Regions from separate parts of the Mus musculus genome. Here all the other regions are linked to region 3. Evidence: chromatin contacts called from public ChIA-PET and HiChIP or PLAC-seq data. All regions are on one chromosome and are shown on one strand. The core of a region is the stretch at or near the end of the contact, and the rest is flanking DNA. Distances in the headings are between cores, read along the strand shown. Region 1 holds the start of Spag9 (sperm associated antigen 9). Region 2 overlaps B230206L02Rik (RIKEN cDNA B230206L02 gene). Region 3 overlaps Spag9 (sperm associated antigen 9).

The links. ChIA-PET counts read pairs in DNA pulled down with a chosen protein or histone mark. HiChIP or PLAC-seq counts read pairs in DNA pulled down with a chosen protein or histone mark.
Region 1: a contact with region 3 is called in an H3K4me3 HiChIP or PLAC-seq map of the 230-238 cell line, with 63 read pairs. The contact joins the promoter of Spag9 here to the enhancer-like site in region 3. A contact is called at or near these places in 2 of 39 promoter capture datasets (embryonic stem cells and macrophages), 8 of 484 Hi-C or Micro-C datasets (the C3H10T1/2 cell line, Sertoli cells, Th2 cells and 5 more), 20 of 115 datasets of contacts at active chromatin or transcription factors (the 230-238 cell line, DN3 thymocytes, the HPC-7 cell line and 14 more) and 4 of 9 other capture datasets (adipose tissue, liver, macrophages and 1 more).
Region 2: an RNA polymerase II ChIA-PET map of memory CD8 T cells shows a contact between it and region 3, with 190 read pairs. The contact joins two enhancer-like sites. A contact is called at or near these places in 2 of 115 datasets of contacts at active chromatin or transcription factors (memory CD8 T cells and microglia) and 3 of 9 other capture datasets (adipose tissue, liver and pancreatic islet).

What each region holds. Positions count from the first base shown.
Region 1 is chr11:93,994,718-93,997,769 of GRCm38.p6, forward strand. Spag9 (sperm associated antigen 9) reads left to right here and starts at 1,374. Exons shown (of 29, transcript NM_027569.3): 1 at 1,374-1,856. The coding sequence starts at 1,554.
Region 2 is chr11:94,148,027-94,150,730 of GRCm38.p6, forward strand. The region is part of intron 2 of B230206L02Rik (RIKEN cDNA B230206L02 gene); the gene reads left to right. All of the region lies in intron 3 of Gm35338 (a long non-coding RNA gene), which reads right to left. Among named protein-coding and RNA genes, the nearest start is that of Gm35338, 13 kb to the right of the region's middle. Within about 2 kb of position 1,370, at least 122 of the 459 cell types and tissues checked have an H3K27ac peak or open chromatin away from gene starts, as enhancers often do. A contact at or near this core is called in memory CD8 T cells, where this site is marked.
Region 3 is chr11:94,069,344-94,072,116 of GRCm38.p6, forward strand. It overlaps Spag9 (sperm associated antigen 9), which reads left to right. Exons shown (of 29, transcript NM_027569.3): 8 at 2,222-2,343. Gm38951 (a long non-coding RNA gene) reads right to left here. Exons shown (of 2, transcript XR_880137.3): 2 at 336-1,605. Among named protein-coding and RNA genes, the nearest start is that of Gm38951, 3.8 kb to the right of the region's middle. Within about 2 kb of position 1,273, at least 29 of the 459 cell types and tissues checked have an H3K27ac peak or open chromatin away from gene starts, as enhancers often do. A contact at or near this core is called in the 230-238 cell line, the HPC-7 cell line, Sertoli cells and 2 more, where this site is marked.

The DNA.
Region 1 (3,052 bases), core at 124-2,623, 75 kb before region 3:
ATTAGTTCACAAAACAAAACAATAAAGTTCTTTTTAAAAATCGATAGGGCATTTTGAGCTCATACTCAACTAGCTGGGCAGCATTCCTAGAATCCAGACATATACACAAAGTAAGGGTGAGGAAGGGAGACAGGGAGAGCACAAACTAAGGGTAGTGGCGCAGGGGTTCGGGAAATTGTTTTGACAGTTTTCATCTTTGTCCTTTTGCACTGGGTCAACCTCCACAGAGCTTTTGGTGGTTTCCAGGGAGATGGAAGTGTGGGAGACTTTGGGGATGATCTGAAACTTCTAAACACCAAACAGGGTATTTAGGACTCCGGGAGGTAGCCAGTCTTCTCCCTAATAACTTGTCTATTTAAATCCTCTCTGTTCTTCCCATATATTTAGATGAGTCGGAGTCGGTGTATCTGAGTCAGCTATGGCAAAGGGAAGAGGCTTTTGCGAGTGTCTTCCGCCAAACTTGAGACTGGAAGATGAGAATACACGGAAGTAATCTCTGACTCAGCCTGCCCAAGGCTAGGGTGTTGTGGCATTCCCCACGAGTGACGCACTCCCAAGATAGGTGACTTCATGTATCATGGGACTTATTCCACCACTGACTCCACCCCATAGCCTCCTCTGCTTCTTCTCTCACTTCCCAGCCCCACCTCCCTCTCAAGATCAGAGAGGGACCGGTGGTAGTGGCTGCAGCCTAGAACTGTCTTTCTCATAGGCAGGGAGCAGAGGGACCCAGTGTTTGGCAAAATGCAAAAAGTGGTACTCATTTTCCCTTCTCCAGACGCTTCGCTCTTCTGGTTAAGGCTATCCTTACTCTTCCTTAACATCAAAGTGTACTATCGTACTCGAGGCAACCTGATCCTCTAGGCAGTCATTCTAGTTACAGCTTTTTCCCTCATCCACTGTTTTCCTTTGAGTCCAGAATTCTCAGTAGGAAGTAGAGAGAGTCTCGCCTCTGCCTCTTTCCTGTTCTAGCGGTATGACCTTGACTAACCCGCAACTTCCCTGGCCCTAGTTTCTTTGTCTGTTAAGCAGGGTCCACACGTCTGGCGCACCAAGAAGGCGCGGGATGAGCCGTAAAAAGGCGAAGAAAACGCTTGCAGCCTCCTGGGGAAAGTTGTCAGTCTTCAGAGCCCCTCCCTTTCCTCTGGGAACGCCCAGCCAACGCAGCCTCCGGCTGTCACTTCCTCCACCTCTCACCTCTCGGTCCGCGCGCGCGCGGCGCCGGGTGTTGGCGTCACAGCCGGCGCACGCCGCCGCCAGGCCCCGCCCCTCGTCCGCGCCTGGCCTCCCGCGGGGCCCCGCCCACCGGGGCGACGCGGCGCTGGCCCCGCCCCACGGGTGACGCGTAGCGCGCGCGGCCGGGCCGCCCCGGCAGTTGGTGCAGCGGCGGTTGGGGCGAGTGCGCTCACCCCACCCCTCCCCTCCTTGGCCAGGGCTCCGGCCCCCACCCCGCGGGGCCCAGCCCCAGCCCCAGCCTCCGCCGGGCCCGTCCCGTGCGGGCCCGTGCCACCCCTCAGCCGGCGACGCCCGGGGCCGCCCGCCCGCCCGCCACCATGGAGCTGGAGGACGGTGTGGTATACCAGGAGGAGCCCGGAGGCTCCGGGGCCGTGATGTCAGAGCGGGTGTCCGGCCTGGCCGGCTCCATCTACCGCGAGTTCGAGCGGCTCATCGGGCGCTACGATGAGGAGGTGGTCAAGGAGCTGATGCCACTGGTGGTGGCCGTGCTGGAGAACCTGGACTCGGTGTTCGCGCAGGACCAGGAGCACCAGGTGGAGCTGGAGCTGCTGCGGGACGACAACGAGCAGCTCATCACCCAGTACGAGCGGGAGAAGGCGCTGCGCAAGCACGCCGAGGAGGTGAGGGCCGGCGGGGGCGGGGGTCGCAGCCGGGCTGGGGACGCTGGGCGCGCCAGGCGCACCAACGCGCCAGGGTGGACTCCTGAAGGGCAGGCCCGAATCCAGGGCCCGGGACAGTGCTCCGCAGCGTCTCGGGACCCCGGGACACTGGCCGGTGCTGGAAGCCTAGGCAGGCCAGCGAGTGTCCAGGAGAGGGGTGAAGTGGGAGGAAGGCCGGGGGAGGAAGCGACACTCTGGCATCTGAGGGCACCTGGGACTGCCCGAGGGCGGAGACTTGAGGGTGTCTGGTTGCTTCTTGTTTAGGGAAGTTTCCGACCACCGTAGGATAGTCGGGTGCGGGTTCAAACTTTTAGCATGGGGAGGGGCAGTGCTGTCCTGCCCGTGTCAGTTCCGCTGGCTTCGGTACCTTTCCAGGGGGGGCTGCTGCTGCTTTGGGAAGTTAGAGATCTCCCTCTTTCGGTCAGTTTCTTCTTGACATTTAGATCCTCTTGAGAAGGAAGTCTACCTATGTACCCTTTTTTTTTTTTTCCATTTAATTTTAACACTTAGTCAACCACTTAGAAGTCGACTAGCAGAGTCCAGTAAGTACATACAGTACATTCATTTACTTTATTAATGTTCCTCACAGAGGAATGTTCCTCCTTCGTGTCAGGTGGTAACCTTGGACAGTTCCCTGACAGCCTCCTCTATTTATAAAGACTGGGGGGCGGGGTTGAGAAGGTGTGGGTGAGTGTTACAACACTTGTCCTGTCTGCGTTTGCTTTGCATCCTGCAGTTTCTAAGTGCACTTGGCTGGCTCTTTGCTCGAACACCTGAGCGGTGACCTTTGTACTCGTCACCTGAGTGTGTGAGCCTTTTTGGATCCTGGGCTGTAAATGATCCTCTAGCTTTTTGAGCGAGTTCAGGATTTTAGCCTGCAGGCTGAGCGCCCTGGCATTGTTTCTGAAGAACCTTTCTTCGGCAGTCAAAATGCTCTCCTTGTTTTTGTGCCAGACATCTACTGTACCTAGCTAAATACATGGTGATTGAAGGAGACTAATTATCGAAGGAACCACGTGTTGTTTTTCAAAACTACATGACGCGGTAGAAGAATGTGACATTTGTTTGGCAGCTCAGTTCCTAGCATTAAATAGGCAGTTTATTTTGTTATTTGTGCCTCTGCATTCAGGTAAATGATTCTTTTTTTTTTTTTTTAA
Region 2 (2,704 bases), core at 120-2,619, 79 kb after region 3:
TTATCCTTTTTTAGATTTGTTTTTGTTGTAGTTTGAAGACAAGGTCTTGGTAAATTGCCTAGGTTGCCCTTGTGTTCACCTTGTAGCTCAGGCGGGCTTCCAGCTTGCAAGGTGGGGCTAGCCTCAGCTGCCCCCTTCAGTAGCTGAAAAGCCTCGACTCATTTGGTTTACTTTTGTTTTTTTAAGGGGTGTGTGTGTGTGTGTGTGTGTGTGTGTGTGTGTGATATGGCTCAGCCAATATAGGGACTTGTGGACAGTCGTGAGAGCGTTGACTCCCGAAAGCTGAACTTTGGCTTCCACATGAATGCTTGGCACATGGCAATATGAGCTCTCTCTCCTCCCCACCCCATCCCCCACTCCCACCCTACCCCCGAGAGAGGAGAGAGTTTGACAGCAAGTCCAGTTACTAGTTGAGCCATCTTAATGCCCACTCCCCACCCCCGTCCTTTGTTCCTTTTTGAGACAGGCCCTTATGAAGCCCAGGCAGGCCTCGAACTCACTAGGTAGCTGAAGCTAACTCTAGATGCTCCATCCTCCGGCTCCCTCCTCCTCCAGCCGGGATTCCAGATGTGCACCGCTAAATTCAGTTTATGTGGTGCTAGGAATGTAACCCAGGTCTCATATATTTCCAGCACCGTTTACAGATTTAAATAAAACAACACAGACACAATTATATTCTTTATATTTCCTCGGCTTGCTTAAAAAAAAAAAAAAAAAAAAAAAAAACCAAAACAACTGGATCTACGTCAACACATCTCAGACTACCCTACTTTCTTTTAAATCAGCAATTCGATGTTCCTGTCTGCTCCATCCCTTCCCTGGTGAGAGGCGTGCTGTTTCCTTTCCTTCTTTTCTTCTTCTCCTATTTCTGAAGGCATAAAGGTGCAACGTGCGTCTTCCAGCAGGTGTTGGGGATGGGGCACGCGGGTGAAAGATGCACTCCCCCCACCCCCGGCGCCGCGCACGCTGGGTTCAGCGGCGGGTGGAAATCACGAGGAGGCTGGGACCACAGAACCCCGCGGGTCCCGCGTCGCCCCCGCCTCTAGCAGCCCGGCGCTGCCGTTTTTAGCGCGCCTGGAGCGGGGAGTACAGACTCCATCACCCCCGGGAAACGCGGCCATCATATTTTTGGTTGCACAAGCAAACGAAATTAGAAATCTGGAACGCGCTCAAGACCTTCGGAGGGGGGCGCGGGGCCCAGGACAGAGACAGGGATTAAGCGAGTTGAGCGGCAAGAGGATGGTTTCCTCTTTTAATTTAGGTTCCATTGGCTCGGTTACGTAAGCCCGGTTACACAGCCGTGACTGCGGGTGGGCTGTGGCCCGAGGCCGCTCGTTCGCAGAGGGCTCGGGGCTGCGGGCGCACAGCACTACCCCCTTCCCCTGCACGGAACAGGAAAGCAGCCAGGGACACATGGCCCTCCACTCTCACTGCCCTGGAATAACAAGCCTTTGGAAGCCACCAAAATGTATGGCATTGTGTGGCGAACAGTCTAGTGAACCATGAGGCAGTCGTATGGCATATTATAGAGCAGAAAAAAAAAAAAGTGGGGGAGGGAGCAAGTGAAGGATGCACCCGTCTAGAATAGTCACAAAAGCCAGTTTGAGAACAGCAAGAACGCAGGCTGTCACTGGTGTGAAAAGACAACACAAAGAGGTCTCTGCCCAGTAAAGCCGGCAAGGGGAGAGGCAGGAAAGCACGCCCTGGGCGATCCCTTGAGCAGGTCCCCACAGCGCTTGCGCACACTACCACTTGGCTGCTGAGGTCTACCAATTTTTTTTTTTTTTTTTTTTTTAATACCCGTCCAAGGTGGTTCTCTGTCCCTCCGCTTTTGAATCTGGACTGACCTTAGGGAACTTGTCAACCTTTGAATTCAGAGGAAGTGATACTGCCTGCCTCATGAGACCTGCTGAAACCGTATTCCGAAGCTTTCTTCTAGGTATTGTGGGAGGTCCAACTGGGTTTGGGGGACAGTCTGTAAGAAGTCCAAGTACACTGAGGTTGCCTAGCCTGGAGGCAGGTCACAGCACTTGAGTGGCAAGCCCAGGTGACTCTAGCCATATTACACTTTTGGATCATGGCAGCCCATCGTAGACCCCAGGTGAGAAGCCTCAGGCCTTCCCAAACTCCAGCTCCACAAAACCACCAACAAAGCGAGATAGTACACTTACAGCACAAGACGAAAGAGTGACCTCACAAAGTAGAAGTATTTGTGTGGGGCTGGGGGGGGGGACCTACAGCAATGAGTAAGCGTGGTCTCTGCCCCCAATAAACTAATAATTTAATGGAGAAGCCAGACACAGAGCAAATAATTATAAAATAACACGGCAAGCTCAGCAAGGGAGTCACGCCCAGGTAATAGGGGGATGAGGCTGAAGAGTCTGTAATCTAGGCGGGTGGGTGGCTTTCCTGGAGCAGGTGACCTTGGACTGGCTTTGAAAGGTGAGTAAGGGTTGACTAGGTTAAGGGATGAAGGAAAGGTATCTGGGGAGGAGGAGGAGGAAGCGAGAGAGATGAGACCCAGAACGATGGCAGGGTGTGGGGGAGCGGGCTTTATGGGAGCTGGAAAAGAAAGCCAGGTAGACCCGGCAGGACCTCAAATCATGGGACAGTTTCCCCGCAGGCCAACAGCTTAGATTGACAGCAGCTGGGAGGCATCAAGGCTGACTGGAGGCGGACCTTCCTGGGAGCAGCGGGAGGATGG
Region 3 (2,773 bases), core at 23-2,522:
ATTCAAGATGAAGACCCCGGCTAGTTCAGTTGTCCAGTGTAGGCTATTCTTTGTTTCAAAGATAATGCCTTCTTGCCGCGTCCTTTACGGAAGAGGATGCAGTATCCTCTCATGGGAGAAGGCAGAAGAACAAACTAGCTTAGTGCTGTATGACAAGTGTCTCTTCCAAGGACCTTACCTTAGTCTCACAAGGAAGGAGCCCTTAATGCAGAGCCCAGCACTTGATGGTTGTCACCTGGCTCTGGAGCAGACTCAGTCACTGAGAGTAGCTGGAGGAGGAGACAGCCAGGGCTGCTTCTCCCGCCTGAGGAGACCAGGAAGTGGAGTGGAGGAAGTAAAAATTTGAACAAACTTTATTTTTTTCACAAAAGAGGGAGAAGAGAACATGTTCTGTCTAGAATGATCTCATTAGTAGGGAATTTAGTCTCATCTTACATGGAAAGCTTGATTAATGAGAGCAGAAGAGTGGCTTGGTATTGTTTTAATCAAGGTTATCCAAAAACATATTGATTAGAATTGAGCTTTGTGTTTCCTCAACAGATTTACCTTTAAATAACGGTTATGAGCACGTATCATTTATTAAGCCCTACTGAGTAGTCAGTAATGGAGTAATGGTAAAATACTTGGGTATTTTACCCAGGATAAGCATAGCCTCTAACAGAGTAAGACTTATATGGGTTCAAATCTTGCTTCTCTGGTCTTTTCTGTTACAACAGGGCTGGGGATTATACCTGGCAACATCCATCTTTTCATTCTCTAATTTCATTATATCTTAATTTTAGTTCAATTAGAATATATTACTGCATTAGTATGTCTATACAAATTCTCAAACTTAGCCGTAAATTTTCTTTTGATGCTTTGTGTTTTCCTGGAATTGGTGAATCTTAAGTCATGAAACATGTTTCCTTTTTTCAGTGTTCCATGCACTTAGCACTAACATTAACAGACCTGAGTTTCCTAAGTGTATGATTTTTAGGATGACCAGACCCCAAATCTAGCTATTTTCAGGACTCTGCCTTGGCCTTCTAGTTCCTTCCTCATGTAGAGTGGTGTTTACCTTGCTCTGCTGTTTCAGGTCTTCTCTACAGAGAAACAGGACACCGAGGCTCTTTATTATATGCTATGACATGGCTCTGTGGGAGTTTCCTAAAGGCAGAGTCCCAAGTACAATGGCTTTGAGTCTTTTAATCAGTTTTGGAAGAGGAACAAAGAGATCCAGAGAGCCCCCAAAACCTTCTTTGTAGTCCTGAAGTGAGATCACAGTTTAAATAGAGGAACAAGTGTGGTTTGGCCCACTGTCGACCCATCATTATCTGGGTGTCAGTCTCATCCTGTAAGGTGCTTAGAATTGTGCGAAGTCTCTTTCAGGAAAGCAAGTTGCCCTTCTGCTGTTATCTCTTCCTTTTCTCAGAATGAGATTCCTGTGAAAATTCCCATTTCTCTGGGGTCTGTTGTTTCAATAGTCTGATACATACAGTGTCTCTGTAGAGTGTCTTAATCTTTGTCAAGTTCACAAGCCTGTCCCTGGAGGATCAGAAGTCCAAGGTCATCCTCAACTATGTAGCAAATTTGGGAACAACCTGAGTGACATGAAACCCTGAAGCCCTGTAAAATAAAATAAGACAAGAAAAGGTCATGTATCCTGAAACAAGATTGCTTTAGTTTGAATTCTTTTTCACCTAATTGCTGAATGATTTTTGTCAAGATCCTTAAGCTGTTTGGTTTCCTTATTTGTAAAATTGGGGTAACACAGAGTCTGTTTTGCGGTCTGTAGCTGTGTACTGCACAGACCAGAGTAGCTGCCGTTATTCTGTGGGTTTGCTGGGACTTCACAGAAGAGGCGCTGTGTACTCTCTGTGGGAAATTCTTGGAAATTCACCAAGAAATCTTTTCATATTGATATTTTATAGTCAATATAAATTTAAGTAAGAAATTCCAATGCTGCTTAATCATTATATTAAAAATACACTGTCAAGGTCTAGCTGAGGAGTCCGTGAAGAGCTACTTGGGGTGACCATGTGGGACAGAAGGTATCATGGCCATTTGTTTGGGGATGGAAGGAAGAAGCAACCAAACGTGAACTTGATTCTGTGTTTTTAACCAGGAAATACCCTGGTTAGATTTGTTTTTAAATAAACATACATTTTTGTTAAAAAAAAAAATACACTGTCAGAAAGTCTTGGTAATTTGTCGTTTTGGCTTTATTGTTTTTGTTGCCTAGCACTCCCACCAAAGGCATAGAGAACAAAGCTTTTGATCGCAATACAGAATCTCTCTTTGAAGAGCTGTCCTCAGCTGGCTCGGGCCTTATTGGAGATGTGGATGAAGGAGCGGATTTACTAGGTATGACAGCTCCCCTAGAGAAGTGCCATACACACTGTTTAAAACTAGATGCCATTAATGACCTGACTGAACAATCATTTAAAATGTCCCTGACTGCCTGACGGTACAAGGTTATTATGCTTCAGGGATTGCTTAGAACATTATTTGACATCATAAGAGTTTTAATGAAAAACGTCTTTCTATATGGAAATGACAAAAAATGAATTCACATTTAAATTTATACTTTAATTCACAGTTTATTGATTTGCTATATTTCTAAAAATAGATATTGAACATAAATAAATAAAGAACTCGGTGCAGGGTGTGTGTGTTTGTGTGTATGATTGGTAGTCAGATAGTAACTGGCTTATATAAATCTTACAGAGTTCTGTTGACCTTAATTAATTAGGCAATTTTAACACTTGAAATTTATAATTTACCTCTGTGGGAA